Linked DNA regions of Mus musculus: region 2 is linked to region 1. A link is a contact called in public ChIA-PET data. All regions are on one chromosome and are shown on one strand. Each heading gives the region's core, a stretch centred on a gene start, on an enhancer-like site or on the middle of the called end of the contact. The rest is flanking DNA. Distances are from core to core; before and after follow the strand shown.

What was found. ChIA-PET counts read pairs in DNA pulled down with a chosen protein or histone mark.
Region 2: an RNA polymerase II ChIA-PET map of neural stem cells shows a contact between it and region 1, with 6 times the contacts expected there. The contact joins two enhancer-like sites. A contact is called at or near these places in 2 of 15 datasets of contacts at CTCF or cohesin (the G1E-ER4 cell line and hippocampal excitatory neurons), 22 of 484 Hi-C or Micro-C datasets (brain, cardiomyocytes, cerebral cortex and 14 more) and 4 of 115 datasets of contacts at active chromatin or transcription factors (astrocytes, neural progenitor cells, neural stem cells and 1 more).

Annotation. Positions count from the first base shown.
Region 1 is chr5:75,219,791-75,225,273 of GRCm38.p6, forward strand. No RefSeq gene overlaps it. Among named protein-coding and RNA genes, the nearest start is that of Mir7025, 46 kb to the left of the region's middle. Within about 2 kb of position 3,226, at least 23 of the 459 cell types and tissues checked have an H3K27ac peak or open chromatin away from gene starts, as enhancers often do. A contact at or near this core is called in neural progenitor cells, neural stem cells and oligodendrocyte precursor cells, where this site is marked.
Region 2 is chr5:75,344,840-75,350,322 of GRCm38.p6, forward strand. No RefSeq gene overlaps it. Among named protein-coding and RNA genes, the nearest start is that of Mir7025, 170 kb to the left of the region's middle. Within about 2 kb of position 2,817, at least 12 of the 459 cell types and tissues checked have an H3K27ac peak or open chromatin away from gene starts, as enhancers often do. A contact at or near this core is called in neural progenitor cells, neural stem cells and oligodendrocyte precursor cells, where this site is marked.

The DNA of each region.
Region 1 (5,483 bases), core at 1,976-4,475:
TTTTGTGCATCCTGGGGTCTCCATGGTCTTACTATTGGGCATACAAGAACGAGACCTACTTTCCTTCCCTGAGAACACAAGCTAAGCCATCCTCAGCGGTCTGAGGTTCCGACAAAGCAAGCTGCATAGATGTTAAGTGACACTAGAGGCAATGCAAAGAGACAGGCTGAGGCTTTGAAAGGACTTGGTAGTGGTTTTCAAGATCGCCAAACAGAACTGAGCTGTTCAGAACCTAAGGTCTGATGTTCCATCAGATGGGAAGGTTCAGGTGATGTGACTCACGTACTCAACCCCACGTACCAAGCAGCCTAACAAGCTAAGAAGCTAATGGGTTTACAGAGCATTCAGCCAGTTCCGGGGCTCTAGTTGATGGATTTACTCAGCCTCAAACAGGAGATGGAGGCTGTCAGAAGATCACCTGTGCAGGGGCAGCGGCAGGGGCAGGGGCAGGGGCAGGGGCAGGGGCAGGGGCAGGGGGCAGGGGCAGGGGCAGGGGCAGGGGCAGGGGCAGGGGCAGGGGCAGAAGACTTGAAAGAATCGGCTTCAAGTCTGTAAGAGCTGGCCATACTTCTACGCATGCTTGATCAAGGCTTCTCAACAGAGCCAGAAAGAACTGGCCACTCCTGTTGTCTGGAATGCCTCCTTCGAAGCTGGGCATTAAGTACACTGAGGTTTTATGCTGACACTATTAACAGCATGGAGAGCCCAACTTTAAAAGATCATGGACCCTATTTACTATCAATTTTACGTCAAAATGAAGATGTGTTCATTCTATAAATTGAAATCCAAGTTGAAGTACTAACATTTTTTTCTATACCCCAAATTGTTCTGTCCTAGCTATTTAAAGAGACCTTGTTTTGCATTAATTCCATTTAAAGTTATATTTTAATGTTGAAAAAAATTCATTAATTTTTTTTTGTCTTTGAGAGGGAGCCTTGCAATGTTGGAACTCAATATACAACCCAGATGACTTTAAATTTTCAGGCCTGAAGCCTTGGCCTTCCAGGTGCTGGGATAACAGGTGTGGGCAGCCTCACCTGGCTGGCCCATCACTGATCTTTTGGTGCAGTTTGCCCCCATCTGTAGGAGCCTGGCACCACTCTTTAAGATGAGTTATTTACGTGTGTGGGCCTCAGATGTTTAGTGCCGACTCCAATAGTCTCCGTTTCAGTTAAGGTGACATTTCCTTTCTAGTTTCTGAGTGTCTCGGGAACAGCCCACTGCAGCCTTGCAAGCCCAATGAATCTGGCAGGGGAATTCACATCCTGTATTTATTTGACTTTTCATGAGAAGTAAAACCTTTGGCGAGGAGGGTCTTGTGGGGAAGGTATCTGGGGGTTATACGGTGCCAACTGAAGCCAGTACAAGAACGCAGGGGCTGATAAGCATTGTTGAGACTGCATTCAGGAGTTGGCGTGCCCGGAAGTCCGTGCTGTGCAGATGTTAATCACAGTTACTTGTGGATGAGACAGCTAGCCAGAAGGAGCTGGATCCGTAGAACGAGGGGCGTGCTGGGTCCTGCGAATTCTCTGACCATAAACGAGAGACACAATGATCAAAAAGGTACCCCGAAGCAGGAAAGCGTGTACCCCAGGTAGAACACTTTTGGCTAAAAGTAAAGGGTGGAAAAAAAAAACCCCTCTGCTTCCTGAGCAACCCCATTTCCAGAAGAATAGGCCGCTCCGATTCCAGGTAGAAATCACTCAGGGAATAAAGCACGACGCCAGAGTTTCACCACGATTCTGACTTTACTTAAGTGAGATGAGGCTTGGCCATGGGGGTTTAAAGCAAAACAAACACCTCTAGGTTACAAGGAACATCCAACGTTGGGAACAACTGACCAGAGGGCAGGGGAATGGAGAGACATCTCTTGTGTACTGCGTGGAAGCATCACCTGTCAATAAAAATCTGATGGCCAATGAGCTTCTAGGATTAGAAGGTGGGACATCGGGCTGAGAGAAAGGGGAACTCCGGGGGTTAATCAGAGGAGGGTTCGCCACCGGGACACAGAGGAAGTCCCGTGTATGAAACTGAGGAGAGGTAACCAGCCACGTGGCAGAACTTGGATTAGTATAAACGGGTTAAGATAAGTTAAGAACTAGTTGGGAGACAACCCCTAAGCTAAGGCCATAAGCATTGTAAATAAAAATAAGCCTCCATGTCATTATTTGGACATCGGGGCAGACATAGAAAAGCCCAACTAGTTACAAAAGGCCTAGGGGAAGCTGAGGGGCCGGTGCATCAGTGTGAGACGATCAGGATGCCAAGCCACAGGGCTCTTCCTTACCACTCTTGCTCGGTTTATGTTAGACCCTGGGGCCCACGGGCCATGAGGAAAGAGGACTGAGAAAAGGCTGGTTTTCTGTGGCACCTCAGGAAGATGGCTTGGAGCTGGGGCATGGAGCCTTCTGTTGGGGTTGGCTGCCTTCAGTCCTGGCCCAACAGCAGCGGTCACTCGGTGATTCCCTTGTGACTTCAGTGCTGGAGGCAGAGCTGAGGTCCTGAAATGGTGAGTCCTGAATTTTCTTCCTTTGGTGTCTCTCTGCCCGTGGAGCCCTGCAGCCCAACCTTCAGGTTTTCTTCAAATTCTACCATTTCCTAGGCCTACTAGGAAGGCAAGGACATCCTCCCCACCACCACTACAGTGGTTTCTTTAGCCTAGGAACACCGAGGGGAACATGGTGGTTAGTGACACAATCGAGAATCTTCTAGAGCTGCGTAGGGTCTCACTAACCTGTCCTGAGAGCTATGTAGACCAAGCTGACTTTGAACTCTCAGAGACCCACCTGTCTCTGCCTCCCAAGGGCTTGAGTAACAGTGAGAGCCAGCATGTTCAGTCAAGAGCTGTACCTTCACGGGGTGTCCCTTGGGCCCTGGTTCCTCAAGGACAATGTAACCAGACTTAGGTCCTCAGCCGGAGGCACACTGTCGCTAGCGGTGTCAGAGGTCTGAAGCAAAGGCCTATTTGTTTCTCCTTACCTATCTATCAGGTGGCCACCAATGATTACCATTATTTTCTGCTTAGGGCATTAGCATCTTGCCTTTGTCTCATGACACACTTTTGGGAAATTGCCCTAGAAAGTATAGTCAGAGGTTTCATTCACAGAGGACAAAGGAGGCAGCTGCAACCTGGGTGAGCAAAAACCAGGCAGCAAGAGCCTGGGTGAGGCCCCGTCCTCTCCCTGTTTGGTGCCCTTTTCCCACCCCCACCTCCCCAGCTGCCCCCTTCCCGTTGCCATGGCAATGTCCCTAGAGAGTGAGGGAGGACCAGGCCTGCAGTTTCTTTCCTACATCCCTCCTCCCCACCCCCTTTGTGTCTAGAAGAGAGCCGAGCACGTACCAGACAATGGTTGGCAATGATTGATGGAGAGTTTCGGGTGTTCATTTGGACCACCTGCAGGTGGGCTGGGTAGAGGAGAAGCCCCCTCTCCAAGCTGCACATTTTACTTCTATGTATCTACAATGGGGAGCTGGTGACAGGGTGGGGGATTGCAGGGCCAGAAGCTCACACAACTTATGCACTGCAGAGTATGTGTATATTTTATTCCATGATGACAAATATTTCACAAATGAGGATTGATGATGGACACTCTACAAGAGACAGCGTTTTGATCTCTTGACGTGCTTGGTTCATGGGTGAATTTTTCTTTTGGCAAAATGATGAGTGTGTTGCTTGTATTGACACTTTTTGCAAAACATACTTTAAAGTTGGATAAGAAACGGAAGTTTCTAAACACTAACCATAGTATCAAAGCCCTAGTCTAGGGCCAGGGCTTGCTTTACAACCTCAGGACATATTTGGAACATTGGGTCTGCCAGGGAGGAGATTTGGAACTATATATCCAAGAAAGTCAGACATCCAAAGCCCCCCACCCCCACCACACACACACACACGCACACGCACACGCACACACACACACACACACACACACACGCACACACACACACACGCACACGCACACACACGCACACACACACGCACACACACGCACAGACACACACACTTCACATGTAATGTCATTTTTGAGTTACAGAAAGAGCAAGGCCAAGCTGGATATTCATGGGTGAAACCTGGAGACATATAGATTTTTCTAAACCAATTTCCACATGGCAAAAAGAATTTACTTATTCACGAGAGTCAAGAGCAGACTTCCCTGAGTTAAAAAAAAAAATTAAAAGGCACAGACATTATATTCAGGGTTGAGTGCTTGAAAGATGGGCTCTTTGCAGTCTACTCTGAGGCTCACTGCGGACTCAGGAGCTCTGAATGGAAGGTCTGTGGGCATCTGCAGGATGCCAGCCGAAAGGCTGGAGAGCTGCACACTGTGGGCTCTGTCTTCTGGGCACCGGAGGAGGCTTCCCAGGGCCTGAAAGGACAGATGCTTAAGGCTTGAGCTGTGGATTATCATTTAAATCAGCCAGTTCTTATCTTTCTTAAGTGTGGAAAAAGGAGGGTGATTAGAAGGGGAAGTATGTATGTGTGATGGGCTAATGCTGGCGGGGTATCTGCTGTATGCTGAGAATTTGATTCTTATCTTGAAATATAAACTACTATCTATTTATAGCTGTTTAAAGTCTATATATAGATAGCAATTTCTGTGTAAGTGCTCCTGGACTTACAGTGGACTGTTTTCTAATAAACCTATCATGAAGTTGAAGAACTGTCAAAAATACATTTACTAGACTTTAGTGACTGAACAATGCAGCTTAGTCTCGCTTACCTTAAATGTACTTAGCACAGTTACCTTTCGAATAGGTTATCTCTCATTTATTCGTTGACAGTTTTATAGATGTAAACAATATATCTCGATCATACCCACCCCAGCTCTCCCTTGCATCTCTGACATGGTCTCTTCCCCTGTTCAAATCCTCTACTTAATAAAACCCACAGAGTCCAATTAGTCAGCCCATTGGAATACAGACTGATCTTGTTGGCTTTATCTTGTACAGTTCTTGTGCAGGCCCCTGTAGGTGTTGGGAGTTCATGGGTGCTGTGGCCAGGCTGTGTCCTGAAAACAGCATCTCACAGTATCCCTTCCCACCCTCCAGCTCTTGCATCCTCTCTGCCCTCTCCTCTGTGATCTTCCCTGAGCCTTTGGTGCGGGGTGGGGGCAGAACAATTGTTATTCACCAATAGCTGAGGGAGATGATCTGACATAAGCCTGTTTATAATGACATACTGAAGTTTCTATGGCATTTGTTGATATTGTTTTGAAAGAGACAGACCCCATGGGTCAACTCAGGGGCCTCTTGAAGTCAAAGAATCTTCAGCTAACCTGTCACAAGTTGGGCACTGCTTTATATACATATTGGGTAGGCATCTATTTCAGAGGCACATATGACTATATTAGTATATCTGTACTTAAACATATAACTAAATCTGTACTTACACATATAACTATATCTGTATTTACACATACCACTTTATACAATAGTATGACCAATGTTCTACCGTGGCTGTAATACAAGAGAAGGCGATTGAA
Region 2 (5,483 bases), core at 1,567-4,066, 120 kb after region 1:
TTTATCACATGCTTACCTGGTGCCCAAGGAGGAAAAAAAAAGGATAGTTAGATTTTCTAAAACTGAAGTCACAAGCAGATTTAAGCTGCCATATGGGGGCTAGAAACTGAACCCAGGTCTTCTGCAAGAACTGCAAATATTCTTAACTGCTGAGCCATCCTTACAGCACCACGTCTTGGTAATTTTATCTGTTTTGTTCCTTGATTCCAGTCCAACCAGAGACTACACATATTTCCTTGGCCATTGAATTAGATAAAACAAAGGAAAAGAATTTTCAGTACTTCTAGTTTAGAATTGTGTCAGGCATACTGTTGGGGGTCTGCTAATTAAATATGCAACTGGAGTGAAAAAAAATCTTGCTGTTTATAATAGAAAGAGAAAAATATTTATGTTCCAAAGATCGTCTTCTTGTGCATTCAGATTTGACCTGTTGCTTTGGTTCTGGTTCTGGGCACAGTGATCTGGGGCCCTGCTCACTGGCCATGCTCGTCCCACAAGGCTACAATTTCCAGCTCCTGTGTTGTGTTTTCCAAAACAATTACGTTATGCTTTCCCCCTCATTTTCTGTTCAATATACATCACGATTCTTGGGAAACAATAAGCTGTCTTTCACTCTGAATTCATGAATTTGGACCCATAAGTAACATGTAGAAGGTACCAAAGTGGGAACAGAGAGCAGGGTCACCCTGGAAAGACAAAATACTTCCTTTGGAAACTTCAAAAGTCATTTTAAAAAGATGGTCCAGCTGATCATGTGGTTCAGTCATTCTATGAGACTACATGGAAGATATTCTTTGGTTTGGTTTGGTTTGGTTTGGTTTGGTTTGGTTTGGTTTGGTTTGATTTGGTTTGGTTTGGATTGTTGAGAGGCACGGGTCTTGTTCTGGAGCCCAGCTGGCCCCAACCTGCTGCAGGTCCTCCTGTCCCTACCTCCCAAACTCTAGGAGTACAGGAACATACTGTCATGCCCTGTTAATTTTTCCTTTTTTAAATTTTAAAATCAGAACTTTGTTGAAGTTATTTAAACATATTCTTTGGTGTAATTATTTTGTTGTTTAGTAAAATATTTACTCTCCTTGATATTGTCAGACTAGGGAGTCTATAGTTTGATGTTCACTTCACTAATCCTAAATATCATGTTTTGAGACACAGCTTTGCTCTATGGACGAGGCTTGCTGGGGCTTATGATCCTCCTGCTCCCTCCTGCCTCAGTCTCTCAAGGGCTAGAATTATAAGAATGTGCTACTACAGCAGGGGAGGCCTTTTATTAGCACCTCAACCACCAAGATTTTAAGGGATGAAAAAGGAAGTCTGAAAATAGCTTAGGATGCTAAGAGTATCTCAAGAAAACTTCAAAAATGTCTAACATTGAAAGAAATGGTCACTTTAAAAAAAGGAAAAAAGGAAAAGAAAATTGGTCTGAGCATAACAAACTAAAATATATTCTTATAAAAAATTAATAAAATGTTGGCTCCTAAGAGAATCCATGATTGTAAAGTAAGAAAGTCTGGCGTGTGTGTGTGTATGCACATGTATATGCACGTGTGTATGTATGTATGTGAATGTTAAAGTATCAGAAGATAATATTTATGGTTTGAGTGTGTTAAATGGATTTGAAGACTTTGAAACCCCTGATTTGATAGATATGTTTGTTCATTCATTCATGAAATATTTATGACTGTCTCCTACATATCAGAGAAATCTCTAGCAATATGAATTCGCAGCTACTAGTCCTGAGAGGCAGACACTACCGTCCAGATAAAAGAATGGTGATATAATGTACAACTCACATGTTTAAGAAGCACCTGGAACATGAGCACTGTAAACTGAGGCTCTTAGTCTGCCTCCTGCTAGGAACTCAGTTCAGGGATACCTTCTGCCCCATGATAAGCGCCTGAAATGTGGACCCACTGAGCTGGAGACTGGACACAATTCCATCTGTTATGTCTAGAACTATTCTCTTTTGCCCTAGCTAGAGACTCTCAGCTCATCTTCTCCCTCTTCCCAGCCTTGTCGTTTCCCCTTAGCTCAGAGGAAGCTGTGGTCAGAGGAAGCATTGCACGGCTGCATCTGATTCTCTAGGATGCTAGGGGCTTCAGGACACTAATCCTGAATGCATTGTGTGTGTGGAGAGGAAACCTATTCATGAAGGAGAGGCCCATTCACATACTGAGCTCTGCTTGATCTGGAAGAGTAGATGCGGACAATCACCACTGTGTCCACCGTCCAGGAAGCCTGGCTAAGCCAAAGCCAGCAGCTCTCAATACATCATTATGTCATAAAAGAGATAGAGCAGCCATCATCGAAGTCTTGTAGGGAAATAGACTATATGCTCTATCCACAAGGATGCCATGATTTCATCCTTTATTTTTTGCCTGGATTCTAACACTGTCCATTGTTCAAGGGCAGTGTTTCCAAACTATGCCTAATTTACACACAGCACTGATTGGTTTCTGCTCCTTGGATGTGATAGTAGGAAAAGAAGATGAAGAGAGAGGAGGGAAGAGGGAGGAGGGAGAAGGGAGGAGGGAGGAGGGGGAGGATACACTTTATTGTTCTCCACAATTTTTATTTTATCATTTTGGAGCACTCAGACGAGGGTTTGGGAATCTTCGTTCAGCTTCTCTTAATGAAGCCACAGTGAGCACTTAATGCTGCTTCAGTTCGCACACACAAACTTTCTAATTATAAAAGGCCCCTTTCAGGCTCATTCAGGGCATATAATCTTATTTGCAGCCCCTAATTGGAGGGCTGTGTTTGTTGAAAAGAACAGAAGTCTCCAGTCATTTCGGAGAAAGCTGCCCCATCAATGCCCGTGGGAAGAAAAGAACTATTTATTTTATCTGTTAATCCCAAGTACAAACACAGCGAAGCTGTCTTTTCTAATAGTGACCCATTTCATGTTCAACTGGGAGAGAGCTAGCTTTGCTCAATAAGACTTTTGTGGCAACCAAAAAAAAAAAAGTCAATCTTATTAGGAGTCCCATTGAAAACCTTCCAATAACTTATCTTTTCAAGAACTGAACCGAATCCCCAGTTGAATCCTCTCTGTTGTCTGACACAAAATTCCAAATCTGGGCGGGAAGAAACCTCAACTAGTGAGCCCCATCTAGTGACAGGGAAGTAGAGTACCAGGGCGAAATCCCGCTCTATAATTAGCCCGTATCTTTATATCTAATTTTTAAAATTCTCCTATATGTGACCATGCCTTTATGTTTTATCATTGTTTTGCCTATTCCTGTACTTCTAGGAATCACTTCTGTACTATACCAATTTCCTTCGGATAGCTTAAATCTGAGTCTTAAAGAATGCTTAAAACAAATGAGATCACCTCATTTGTGGTTGAGTTTTAAAATGTGAGTGGCCACATGAAACGGTACTTATAGATGAAGAAGTGTTTGATATAAGTAGGATTACTTGTGTGTTGATTAAGATAGGGTCTAAAGGGTCTTCATTCTGAAGGGCTTCACAATAATGAAGTTCTGGCGGGAAAATTGCAGTTCTGAGTCTGTGAACAGTTTCAAAGTCATCTTTTCTAGGCAGTCTCCATATTTGATGGCTGTGTTGTTTGGGATGCATGTCCTATAGCTGACAGCATTAGAAGTTAAGTTGGTCTCCCTTCTTTCTGTGCATCTGCATTCCTTGACAAAGATGTCAACACACTATGATTGACTTTAGTCATACATGGTGAATTCCTTTGCTAATGAGTCTGCCCTCAAAAGGCAAACCCTCTTTGTATGCCCCCCGCCACTCATTAATAACCACATGTCACTTTACATAGAAACAGAAGGCATCCCTCCATCTCTCTGTACTCCAGTTGATTTCAGAATCTTTCCATTAGCTTATGTGGTCACACCTCCTTAGATATGTAGAAGCATCTAGATTACGGAGGAAAGTCTTTGCACTGCCCTTTACTGTTCAAAATTGACTCTGAGAAGTCATATCTCCCTTTGATGTACCCAGAGCTCAGAGTACCAAGCTGTACAGAGTCTGTTCCCTCACCTCGCAGCTGCCAGACTTTAGACAAATCACTTCTCTCGGCCACAAACATGTCACCGTGTGTTGTATTTGCTTCACAGAGCTCTTATGAAGATGAATTGAATGTAGCCCATGAAGTGCTTAGCTCAGGGCCTGGCACGCAGCAGAGAGCTCAGAAATACTGTTATCGCTTAAGAAATGAAGGGCTCAGCAGCATCACTCTCAAGATGCTTGAAAAGATGGATGGGATGGGGAAAACGTCAGTCAACTCTAAGGCATTCTATCAATGTTAAGGACGAGGGTGAGCCTAGCAGGACCCTCAAGGAAAGGCCTTTAAAAAAGGATGTTGTTGAAATGAGAGAACATGGGCTTTTACAGATCAGCCTAAGCTTCAAGGCAGAATAGAACTGTGTTGACCTCGTGGTTTGTATTGTTGCCTACACGTGACTTGAGGTTATAAGTGTTCTCAGGGAAGAGAAAGACAGAGACAGTTTATGTAATTGTACCCCCTGACAACGCCCATTTTATCTTCAGAGATCTTTGCATGCTTGCTCATGGTTATGAGTTTTAAACAGTCTGTTCCAGGTCTGTTGCTTCTGGGCCATATATAGTCAGGGGTCATGTCTGCGTGGGCCCACACTCCATCCACACATGTGTCGAGTCAGTGACCAGAAGAAGCCAGCAGAGCCTAACATGTCCTCTGTGTGACGCAATGTCCAAGGAAACCCAAGAGCACAGAGTGCGGAGCCTACGGAGCCCACAAGCAGATGGTAAAGCACGTGAGAGTCACTCATACACTCACATTTGGCTGGGAAGAGAGGCTGCCTGCAACCTGCACCTCCGTGAGTGTTCTGTGTAATGCTAGGCAAGGAACCTGTCTGAACTTGTTTCTTTATTTATAAGAGAAGACCAATAACGACTAAGCCCGTTTCCCAGAGTTCTTCAGAAATTCATGATTCCACTTATGCGTAGTGCCCAGAACAGTCTTACGTCATACATTTACCTAACAAAGGCAATTACAGCATATTCTGAAATTAAAACCCCACCTAGGCATTGCTTTTGATTTTTCTCCCTCCAAAGCCCTCAGACTACTTTCCCAAACTATTAAATAGAATCAGATAAAAATAGCAACAAGAAATACTTTACTGGGTGATTCGCTTGGAGGTGCTATGAACCTTCAAAGTCTAGTGGGTTCTAGGAGTGTGCAGGAATGGCCATTATTATTGCTAATAACCTCTCACTGTCTAAAGCAAAGCTGAACAGAGGACTTTAGACTTTCCTCCAGCAGCTGGTCCTTAAGGATCTGACTATCAGATGTAGGCATGTTGGATCTTAAAAAAAAAAAAAAGGAAAGAAAAGAAAAGAAAGGCATATTTTAAAATATCTCCGCAGCTCACTCCTTGGTGACTGTTAGCAGTTGAACTAACTGTTAGCCTCCTGGAAGATTAGATGTCAGGATAATTAGCTCTCTGCCACACGAAATCTCTGTTTTTCAAATGTATCCC